4 separate regions of the Mus musculus genome follow, and regions 2, 3 and 4 are each linked to region 1. A link is a contact called in public HiCAR-type and HiChIP or PLAC-seq data. All regions are on one chromosome and are shown on one strand. The core of a region is the stretch at or near the end of the contact, and the rest is flanking DNA. Distances in the headings are between cores, read along the strand shown.

Region 1 (2,699 bases), core at 88-2,587:
CCAGGTCTCAATACCACAAAGTGAATACAAATACAACAGTAATAATAATGATGATAATAATAACAACAATAATAAACGATGCTAATAATAACATCAACAGCACAGGTGCTTTCGCATGACTTAGATGGTGGAAGCTAAATAACTCTTTCACACCAAGAGAGGAAATGAAAATGGAAGTCATATTATTCATACAGAAAAAAATGCTGATTCTGCTATCATATTCCTCTCTGCAAAAATAGACTCGGCAGTCCTCACAAGCCAGCCATGCACTGTTGTCACAGATGTGCGCCAGATTTGCACAGGACATAACTTGGCTGTGGGGGGAAACCTGAATCTTAGGCAAGAAAGAATGCCTGTTCTTTCTTGGAAGAGAATGTGGTGACTGTCAATAAATCTGAATAGCAACTTTAAAGGGTCAAAAAAGCTGGGAGTCCGGTGGTTTTATTCCCACTTTGGGAAGTAATAAGGCAAAGTTATCCCCTCTTCCTTCTTTGCTGGCCACCACGGAAAGACTTGTCACCATCAGGCTCCTTGCTATAACAAAAGGAGGGCAGCACAGACACCAGCTTCTCACAGCCTAGCATTGTCGCCAAGTTCTGAGCACCGCTAAGTGACAGGGGCACGAGTGAGCCAGGACCAATTTTATTCTATTTCCAACCCTCATGCTTTCAAAGAAAACAGACAACCGAGCTGTGGGAGGACTGGAGGGAGGAGGCGGTGGGGGCAAACAAACTTTCAGAGCCCCGGGATCTGCATTCCCGCAGGAACTGACAGCACAGTGACGCGCCCACGGGATGACCTGGGTGGGGATGCAGCACGGAGTGGGGCTGGGGGCCGCCGCGTCCTCGCCCACCTTCTCCCCAGCAGTCAGCGCTCCTTCCGAGCCTGGGCCTCATCCCCGGCCCGGGGCGTGCAGCCGAGCGCAGGGCGGACAGCGGGCCAGGCTCCTCGGTGCCCAGGCCCGGCCGGAGCGGGACCCTGAGAGGTACTCCCCACCCGCCAGCGCCCCCGTTTACCTTGGCCGCACTCCGGCCCCTGCAAGGCGGCCAGGCCAGGCACCAGGCTCGGGAGACCGCGAGGAGGAGCTTGGGCCCGGCGATGCACTGCAGGCCGGGATGAAGTGGCCGCCGGGTCCTCGCCGCCGGCTCGGAATGGACCGGGTTAGCCGAACCGGCCCGGATCGGGCGGCAACGGAGGGCTGAGCTGACCGGGGCCGCGTTTGCTCCTCCGCACCGAAGGGGCGGGCTCAGGCAGGCTCCGCAGGAGAGCGAGGGAGGGAACTTGGAGCCAGTTGCTGCGGCCCAGAGCGCGTGTCTCTGCGCAGCCGGCACGCCCCCAGAGCGCCCCGCCCCCAGCCTACCTTCCCGCCCCACCCCCTCCGCACCCGCACTCTTCCTCCTTCTCCTCCACCCCGCCCACCTGCGCCTTGGCCCCACCCCCATCAGCCCCACGCCCACCCTGTGCCCTACTCCCCCACTGCTCCTAAGCCTTGATGCTCTGGGATGTGACTCTTCCACCCCAGGACAGTGCACATCAGGCTGTGCTGGTTCCTAGAACATGTGGGCAGATGTGATGAGCTTTTCTGATAGCCCCTTCTTGAAGATCTTGCCAAGTCTCCTACCTCACATGTGGTTAGTAATAGGGTTTTCTCCGTGGGCAGGAAGCATTTTAGAAAGACTAAGTATGTTCTAAATGAGTTTTGCTAGTGGGAAGTCTAAAAATTAAAATGCACGTATATCAAAATAACCGAATTTAAAGGAGATTAGGGGAATCACAATATATATTCCTTGCCCCTCCCCCCCAAAAAAAATCTATCAAGCAAAATTTCTCTATTTTTAACCCTTAGTACTATGAAATGTAATGGCATTTGTATGAGTTTTGCGGAAAGGCCATCTATACATATTTAAATTATGCAACTTTTGATTCCCTGTAGTTCAGAAATTATCAACTAAAAATCAGATAGCTACAACAAATCTCTGGCTATTTGCAAGAGTATTGTGTTAGCATGTGATGTAATGCTGGGCTTTGAGTGAAGGTTGGCATGCAAACAGGGTCCTTGTCAGCCTCTATGCCTACTCCAAAATCCCTGTCGGTGGACTGAAGCTATTTGTCATCATTATTATAGCAAACGCAGCCAGTTTCCAGCCCAAACAGACCCCACCTCTGCACTTGCTTGTTCCATTCCTTCTTTTAAGCCTTGCCACTTCCCCACTGTGTGTGACTGAGATGCAAACTTCCATTTGAGTGTCCCGGACAGCCAAGTAAAGAATATCTTTACTCTGGAAATAGAGATGGGAGGAAGGAGGTCATGACCTACGCAGGAAGTATCAAGGTTCTTTCTCCTAAATATGTCCTGTAAGCCTGCAGCAGCAGAGTGTGCCCCACCAGAGAACAAAGGCAAGCCAGAAGGAAACCTTCACTAGCAGGGGAGCCAGGAAAACTCATGTCTCAACTAACGAATCTGCAAAGTGAACTGCACAGCATCAGCAAAGTGAACTGCACAGCATCAGCATGGGGCTTCAGAGGACATGTCCCGCTGAACTGCCTTCTTGCTCTTTCAGTTTTCCAATGGGCTCCGGTTCAAAATGTTGACTTATAAAATCATAAAAGATTACCCTGGGCTTTGGAAATCAGAAACACAACCAGTAGCTTCTAGCTTTTGTGTTGATCAAACCACGTAATTTCTTGATAATGAAGTA
Region 2 (2,699 bases), core at 113-2,612, 740 kb before region 1:
TTTAATGATTTGACACTAATATTCTGTGATCTATTTAGATAAATTCAAAAATATACTTACATTATCTATTGACTTAAGTCTGAGCCCAATTTTTCCATCTTGATCCTTACACAAAATAACTTCACGGATCCCTTGCTTAATTTCTGCTCTCCGAATTCCAGCATCGTTACCTGTCACAGGTGCTACCATATAGTTCACACTGGATGGTCTTGCTACCAACTGCTAAGAAAAATACAAATTTGACAGTATTTAGAAACACAGCAATTAACTGGAACACACTCAGTTACAGTTCTTATAAATATTGCTCCATTAACAAATTCCCTCTAGTGAAGTCTGATTCCCACAATAATGCCAGTGGTTTTCTTTCCCCCATTACCCTTGGATAGAGAAAACTCAGTGACTTGTTACTTAAGTCAACTGGTACCCCTGTGTATGGGATCTGCTGCTGAACTGCATCAGCTAGCAACCACATAAGTGACACCAGCTGTCTCAAAAGACTGCATTGCCCAACGAGGTCATGCGACCTTAGACTGGGTAAGTGCACTTCCATGAAGCTGGTGCAGCAGGGAAAGCAAGCATGAATCATTTCTCAGAAGATATTCTGTCGCCAACAACTACACTGCAGTTTGCCTTGATTTCAAACATATTTTCCTAGAACTTAAACGTCACACTAGACTTTTGCAACTTTCTTTTTTCAGGGATTTTCTGTGATATAATCATAAAATTATCAATTTAAAAATAAGTTAATATGAACAAGGCTTTAAGTCAGGAATGAAATAAAAAGACAACATAAAAACATATTAAACTGCTCTTGACAAAAATCTCCGTGTGTACACATTGGGATTAGGAAAACCGAGGCACCAAGAGCAGGGCAGTAGAACTGTGGCTGATCTCATACAGAAGGTAAGTCAGCTCCAAATGGACTCCCAAAGCCATAACTGTGGAGATCTGCACATAAAACTAGGAGAAAACGCAAGACAAATCTCTCAATGACCTTTGTATGTAAGGAGAGCTACATCCGACTTAATGAGATCCTTCACAGCCGGGGTGGGGCCCAGAGGTGGGTCGTTTGAGAACAGCCTCAAAACCTATCTCAAAACAAACAAAAAAGTTCTTCACAACAAAAGCAGCATTCACCAAACTGAAAGCAGCCCATGGAATGGGAGAAGTTATTTGAAAATCATCATGTAGTAAGTGGCAAATATCCAAATGCATAAATAACTCAAAACTCAACAGCAAAAACAGCACACTCAATTTAAAAATGGGCAAAATGCCTACATACAAGCTTTTCCCAAAGATAACAAGAGGGTGGGTGGGTGACAGATCATTTATCATTAGAGAATCACAGCCAGAGAGATGACATCACCACCCCGTGTGTCAGTGTGCTGGGAACAAGCACAAGACTGACTCCAAGTACTACCACTTCATTGTCAGACTCCATTTAATCATAGGGAAAAACAAAATTCAGGTCCCAGACCCTAGGGGAGCTGGGGACTTCCCGATAGCTGAACAGCCTCCATTAAAAGGAAGCAGCTGAAAGCGTCCAGACATCTCCAGGACAACTGCTCCATGTTGCTGGTGGGGTCAAACCAAGTTCATGTTCACAGACCCAAGAACCTCCTCCAATTGGTGAAAACTCCCTTGCTAAGCCTTTATGTCAAAATATGATTGAGCAATGGTACAGCCCGCCGCACTTCTGCTTTACGCTTTCTTCCTTTAAATATGCCCTACAACATCCTTTCAGGCTACTCAATCAGTAGTGGCTTGATTGCAATAAATTTTGTCACCTACATTAACCTGGTGCTTGAGTCAAGTTGAATTTATGTTGGATTTAAACAGACCCCTCAGCAAGTATTATCTATCAAAAAAGACAAAAGTGCTGAAAAACGCAGGGGAAGGTCTAGGGGAAGGTTTAGGAGTACCCAGCCTTTAACGTAGCCAAGATATTTTAAAATTAACTGAGGGGTGTGTGTGTGTGTGTGTGTGTGTGTGTGTGTGTTCCATCCCTGAATCCAAAGAGTTCCTGGGTGTGTGGCTGGAAGCATGCAACCCAACAAGAGCACAGAGCGGTGTAGCCCAAACTCACTGGTACAGTATACCTTCTGTATAAAGCTGTATAAAGCTGTATACCTTCTGTATAAAGCTGGGGGGAAAAACTAAGTGGAACACAAAAGCAAAAACTACACGGTATGTGAAGTGAATTATGTACTAAGTGAAATATATGCTAAGAGAAATGTGCAGAACAAATTAAGTAAACAAAACGATAGAATAAGAACAGAGTATACCACAGAGCCTTATAAATGCAGATACTTCTAAAGTAACTTCAGATTACCTTCAAAGCAAGAAATGTACAAATGGGGAGGGGACACTTGTATGATGCTCACATAAAGGGATCAAAGTATACAGACCTGGGCAAAGGAAGTCAGATACACTGAAATAATAGCTATAATTGGCTTTTTTTCTTTGTTAGAAGATAAATTTTCTATAAACATAGCAACTAGCATTTTTGTTTTCTCCATGCCTCTTTTTACTTTACTGTTGGTTGACTTTACATTTTTTACTTTAAATTTTTTAAGATTTATTTTTATATAATTCATCTATATGTCTGTATTTGCCACTTCTGTGGATGCCTGAAGATGTCATATCCTCTGGGGCTGTCTTCTGGCATAGCAGCAAGCACTGTAGCCACTGAGCCACGT
Region 3 (2,699 bases), core at 120-2,619, 720 kb before region 1:
GAGGGAAACATATTTACATGTCTGACCATAGAGGCACTATCTGAACCAGTACCTAAGACCGTAAAAGAACTGGCCTGCCAGAGGAAATATGGCTGGCTGGTGGGCACAACCAAAGCCTATGCCAAGCACAGGGGAGGTTTTATACTGTATGCTCTACATTTTAAATGCTTAAAATTTTGAGCCATATGTTTACTAATTACATCCTTAAAAGCTAAAATTTTCAGTAAGTGTTGCAACATTTGGCAATTAATAAGTACAAGGAGAACGATTATTAAATGTATAAGTATTTTAAAGTGTGTGGGTGTCTTTTACAGTCTCTGGATGTTTACTACCTAAGAGAAAGTGGCAAAAATGGGGGGAAGTCGGTGAGCCGTGCTCATTTTAAAGGGCTGCTTAATTCAAAAGTGCATCAAAATCTTAATCAGCCCTTTCTTGTTCATGATTTTTAAATCCTCTTTAATAGATCCAGCACAGCTAAAATCTGCTTCCAAAGTTAAGTGACTCTGGCTATAATGGAGTAATTGTTTACTGAGCCTTCTCGTCATTCCATTTCCTTATTTCCTGGTGCAAGTCATCTGATCAGTAATACTTACGTACCACTTAAGACCTACCAGTTTAAGGACCTAAGTTGTTAACAGGATGAAAAGGCATATTTTCTGCTTTGTCCTATCCTCACATCGGGAAAATGAGAGTACAAATCTGCTGAACTATATCACCTTGACATTTCAAAAGTAAGACAATTGACCAGGGCAGCAGCTATTTTCAATATAACTTTCGTTCTTAAACATTTGTTCTCGGTGTAAAGCGTGCGTGTTAAGAATTTAAAACTCTACACTTTCTAAGTAATTTACCTAATGGAAAACAAAACAAAACAAGAAAAAAAAAAGCTATGTGTCGAAGATAGGACGAATACAACAAACGATCCCACACACTCCACGGCTCCATAACTGCACTTCTGAAACTGGAAACTTTCCACGTCTGTACGCCTCCCTCCGCCCCGTATTAGAAGGAAATCCTCCAAGGAGATCTGAGTCACCAGACCTCCGGAGACCGTTCCTGGTGCACACACCCCGCTGCAAGCCCTGGCCCTCCCTGCCCCCTTCCAGAGCAGCGGCTCCGCAGCTAACCGTTGTCACCTCCGGTCCGTCGCGCCCTGCCAGCCGTCCGGAAGCCGCTGAGGACGCCACCGAGTGCGGGCGAGGACCCGGCCAGACCCACCCGGGGCCCGAAGCAGAGCGCCGGACCAGCTCCGAGACCTGCCGGGGCCCGGGACCCCCGCGGCCACTCACCTGCCCCGAGGACCGCGCCGCTCCTGCTGCCCGCTCCAGCTCCACACAACCGAACCTCGGGGCCCGCCCTGCGCGTCATCACCGCCCCCGCCTTCCGCCGCGCAGGCGCAGGCGCACGCGCCGTCCCCATGACAACGCGGCACAGCCCGAGCGACCACCAGCCCACCCTCCCTCTACGAAATCCTCCCAACTCCCGGCTCCAGCCTCGGTTCCCTGGCAGCCCCCGCCGCCTTTTACTACCCTTTGTTCCCAGAACGAATGCTCATTGGCTGCTGACTGTTACTCTCGGTGTTGAACACACACACACACACACACACACACCCTGAAATAAATAAAACCCACATTCTAATCTTAAAAACACGGACTATGTGCTTTCTGAGAGTTGATGGTGCTGATAGGGGAATCCAGATGTTTGGGGTGTACATGAATATGTGAAACTGACAATATCTACACCAGTCCATGGCTGAGGCCATTTCCTAGTAACAGTATATGACATCATTGGCATGCAAGCAATTGTCTATCTAAATTATTCATCATCACAGTCATTTGAAATTTTATCTCTGGTAAAACAATAAGCATTACATGACAAGAGGAATGAAAATGTGATGCTCCAGGGAGAATATGGCTTAACTGATGAACAACTTGTAAAACGAGTTACGGGATGGAAAAGGAAGAAATACAGTTCTATTCACAGCTGGCAAGATTATCTATGTAAACAAAGAGAAAATAAACACCAGTAAGCAGAATAAGCAGCTACAGCAAGGTTGCTACGATACACGGTTAATATACACACGAGTCAATTACTTTCCTATCTGCACGAAATGAGCAATTGGAATTGAATATTAAAAATATATCAAGATAAAATACTTAGCTACAAGCCTAGTTGAATGAATATCTGTGTGAAGGAAAACTCCTAATTAGAATTTCATGCTGTGGAAATAAATAGGTTGGAATGTCGAAAGTCCAGAGGAAGATCACCATATCTTGGGCTAAATCCTGGCCCTCCAGAACAGCCATTCCTTGTTTCCCTGTGTCTAAACTAACATCTTGTGACAATAAACAACAGGTCTTTAGAATCTATTGAATTAGCAGGCAACTAGCTTCTACCAATCCAAATGCTTAGAATGCCACCAGAAAACACCTTGCGTCTTACAGAAAGGTTCCCTGAACCTCACCCCCACTGCCTTGTCCTGCCTCTCTGAAGTAAGCGCCTATGTATTGTAAGCTTGCCTTGACTGATGACTTCCTCTGTCCTGTAAAATGGTGCACGCCTTTAATCCCAGCACTTGGGAGGCAGAAGCAGGCAGATTTCTGAGTTCGAGGCCAGCCTGGTCTACAGAGTGAGTTCCAGGACAGCCAGGGCTACACAAAGAAACCCTGTCTCAGAAAAACAAACAAAAACAAAAACAA
Region 4 (2,699 bases), core at 87-2,586, 570 kb before region 1:
TAGTAGAACAGAAATAGAAAAGGCAAACTCAGCCATATGAATTAAGTCATATGAAAATACTCAAGTTTAACCCAGTCAACCACTTAAGTCAAACCTACACATCATGGCTAATTTGAGAATCATTCAATGAGTTTCAATAAAAACATTATTTGTAAGCAGATATTAAAAACTTTTATTACATCATCATTTAAAACAACTGTCCTCAGACACTTTCCTAACTGCTTATGTGGCCACCTTGTCTTGTGATAGTGATACATTTTAAAAGTTATGGTGCCTAGAGTATATGTGGATTCTCAATAAAGCATACACTGGAGTCGCTGTCAAAGTCCCCGTCATCCATGCAGGCATTCGATTCTTTGTCCTAATGCACACCTCTGTCTTTTGGAAAACAATTGTGCACAAAAACAGCAGCCATCCTTTTTGTATATGCACCTGTAGGCATTCCATATAATGGATAAAAACACTACAAGAAAAATTCAAATTATTTTAAAGGTTTAGAGATTTTTTTTTCCCATTTTAAAAACAGGTAATGCCCATTTGTTTCCAATGATTAAGGTATTTCTCCATTTTTGCTTTTTTTTTTTTTTTGCACATGTATGTTGGGGAGGAGGCAACCCCAGGATTATGTATGCCCATACGTGTGTGTGTGCCTAGAGGGCTGAAGCTGACCACGACTTCCTGATTGTTCTCTAGTTATTGAAGAAGGACCTCTTGCGGAGTCTGGAAGTACCCAATCCAGCCAGTCTAGTTAGCCCCCTGTTCCAGACAGCACCACTTCTGCCTGCCCCGTCCTGAGACTACAGGTGGCCACATAGCTGCTGGGACTGACATGGATTCTGGGCCTGCAGGTTCTGCTCCTCATCCCTGCTCTACCTACTGATTCCATCTCTCTGGCACTACTTTTCCTCCATCTGAAATTATGTGTTTTCCTGTTTTGTTTTGTTTTGAAGGCAGTTTTATACTGTAGCCTAGGCTGGTCTCCAGTGGTCTTTCCTTAGTGGTAGGATCAGGCGTGTGTGCCCACAGCTGGCTTTAGTAATCTTTTGAGCTACAACTGTTACCCACATTGTACTTAACACAGGAAAAGGGGCAGGGCAGAGTCTGTATAGTGAGAGGAAAGATTCTGAAGTGTTTGTTTTCTATATGACTGAGAAAAATTCTCCAGAGATCTTGTTGCAACAGACTCAAGTATTTAAAATCTTAGCTCTCAGATGACACAGGACTTTAATCCTAGCACTCAGGAGGTAGAGGCAGGCAGATCTGAGTTTGAGGTCAGCATGGTCTACCTAATGAATCCCAGACCAGCCAGGGACTATATAGCAAGACCCTGTTTCAAAGACTACAAAGCAAAAATCCCAGCTCATTTCCTTGCAATAACCAGAGAACCCTGGGTCCCTACAGCACATTCCAGCTAACCAGGAAGAAGTGGAGCCTGCTGCTGGGACAATCCCAGAAGGTAGATGTGGCTACAGACTCAGACATTCCATACAGCCACAGTGTGCAGCTGGGCAGGTATGTGACAAACAGAATTTGTATGATGAGTTTAAGACTAAGCTGAATTTTTCAAGTAAACGTTAACCTGTGTTCTCTTTGCTAGTTGTAATAGAGTTTGATAGTAAACAGAAACAGTGTGTGGAGAGGTGATTTATAAAGAGAAAGCAGGGCTTGGTAGAATACTTTGTGTATGTAAACAACTACTAACACTTAAAAAATGACAGCACTGTCAGGACAACCTGATGTATAGAAAGAAATGAGGAGGTGACTGTAAATCTTTAGAGAATGTGAGAGCAGGGGAAGGGCAGAGGAGATGGCTCAGTAGCTAAAGTGCTTGTCTTGTGGGGTGGGTAGGATGGTTGCCTACAATTCCAGCACTCAGAAGACAGAGACAGGAAATCCCTAGGGCAGGCTAGCCAAACTAGGTGCAATGGTGAACTCTGGTTGTAACTGGGAAACCCTGCCTGAATAAGGTGGAAAGAAACTGAGGAAGATGGCCACCATCACATTCAGGCTTGCCCACCCCAACGCACATCTAACAAAAAGGTATGCATATTCAGTCAAAGTTCTCTCTGAGGAGATTATGCATATGACACAGTTCCTTTTTCTCTGAAAAAGTAAAAATTAGAGACGGGATTATTTCTGTTACACAGAAAGATGCTTGGAAGTGTGTCCTACTTAGTGGGCCTAGTCTCCAAGGCTCACAGGAGATCCTGCGGTTTCTTGACAGACCTTTGCTATCTTAGCATGAAGAGTACACAGTACCATAGAAGAAGGAAGAAGCGAGCTGAGTGGCTTCTGTGAAAGGAAGGTGACAGGGACAGCCAAAACTCAGAGGCCTGAGCTGTGCAGCTGCACATCAGCCTGGGGCCTTAGATGGTGAATGGTGTGTCTGGCTGATTCTGTGTTCTTGACACCAGTGACTCCGCTTCCACTGCCTCCTGCCCCTTTACAGGTCAATGTTTATAGCATAGTTTATAATTGTCCTGCCATTAACTTGTGAGCAGACAATTGTACTGTCAAAGCCGCCCCCCCCCCAACACACACACACACACACACACACACACACACACACACACACACACACACTTAATGTAGATAATCTTAATGAGATTTGGGACTTCTGAGTCAATAAAATCCAGGTAAGGTTTTGGAGCTGGAATCAATGTACCAGGCTGGGATACCTGAGCACCTGTGAGTGGGGT

What was found. HiCAR-type assays count read pairs that join an accessible place to other places. HiChIP or PLAC-seq counts read pairs in DNA pulled down with a chosen protein or histone mark.
Region 2: a contact with region 1 is called in an H3K4me3 HiChIP or PLAC-seq map of stem cell-derived neural progenitor cells, with 3 times the contacts expected there. The contact joins the enhancer-like site here to the promoter of Fam110b in region 1. A contact is called at or near these places in 7 of 39 promoter capture datasets (the 3T3-L1 cell line, cranial neural crest, embryonic stem cells and 4 more) and 2 of 115 datasets of contacts at active chromatin or transcription factors (astrocytes and stem cell-derived neural progenitor cells).
Region 3: a HiCAR-type map of astrocytes shows a contact between it and region 1, with 2.8 times the contacts expected there. The contact joins the promoter of Sdcbp here to the promoter of Fam110b in region 1. A contact is called at or near these places in 8 of 39 promoter capture datasets (the 3T3-L1 cell line, cranial neural crest, embryonic stem cells and 4 more), 3 of 484 Hi-C or Micro-C datasets (embryonic stem cells and olfactory sensory neurons) and 1 of 115 datasets of contacts at active chromatin or transcription factors (astrocytes).
Region 4: an H3K4me3 HiChIP or PLAC-seq map of stem cell-derived neural progenitor cells shows a contact between it and region 1, with 4 times the contacts expected there. The contact joins the enhancer-like site here to the promoter of Fam110b in region 1. A contact is called at or near these places in 4 of 39 promoter capture datasets (the 3T3-L1 cell line, cranial neural crest, liver and 1 more), 4 of 115 datasets of contacts at active chromatin or transcription factors (embryonic basal ganglia, embryonic forebrain, embryonic stem cells and 1 more) and 1 of 9 other capture datasets (embryonic stem cells).

Annotation. Positions count from the first base shown.
Region 1 is chr4:5,642,728-5,645,426 of GRCm38.p6, reverse strand. Fam110b (family with sequence similarity 110, member B) reads right to left here and starts at 1,337. Exons shown (of 3, transcript NM_173426.3): 1 at 1,017-1,337.
Region 2 is chr4:6,382,549-6,385,247 of GRCm38.p6, reverse strand. Sdcbp (syndecan binding protein) reads right to left here. Exons shown (of 9, transcript NM_001098227.1): 5 at 61-222. Among named protein-coding and RNA genes, the nearest start is that of Sdcbp, 18 kb to the right of the region's middle. Within about 2 kb of position 1,362, at least 101 of the 459 cell types and tissues checked have an H3K27ac peak or open chromatin away from gene starts, as enhancers often do. A contact at or near this core is called in stem cell-derived neural progenitor cells, where this site is marked.
Region 3 is chr4:6,364,350-6,367,048 of GRCm38.p6, reverse strand. Sdcbp (syndecan binding protein) reads right to left here and starts at 1,369. Exons shown (of 9, transcript NM_001098227.1): 1 at 1,290-1,369.
Region 4 is chr4:6,217,353-6,220,051 of GRCm38.p6, reverse strand. It overlaps Ubxn2b (UBX domain protein 2B), which reads right to left. Exons shown (of 8, transcript NM_026534.2): 8 at 264-2,699. Among named protein-coding and RNA genes, the nearest start is that of Ubxn2b, 28 kb to the right of the region's middle. Within about 2 kb of position 1,336, at least 19 of the 459 cell types and tissues checked have an H3K27ac peak or open chromatin away from gene starts, as enhancers often do.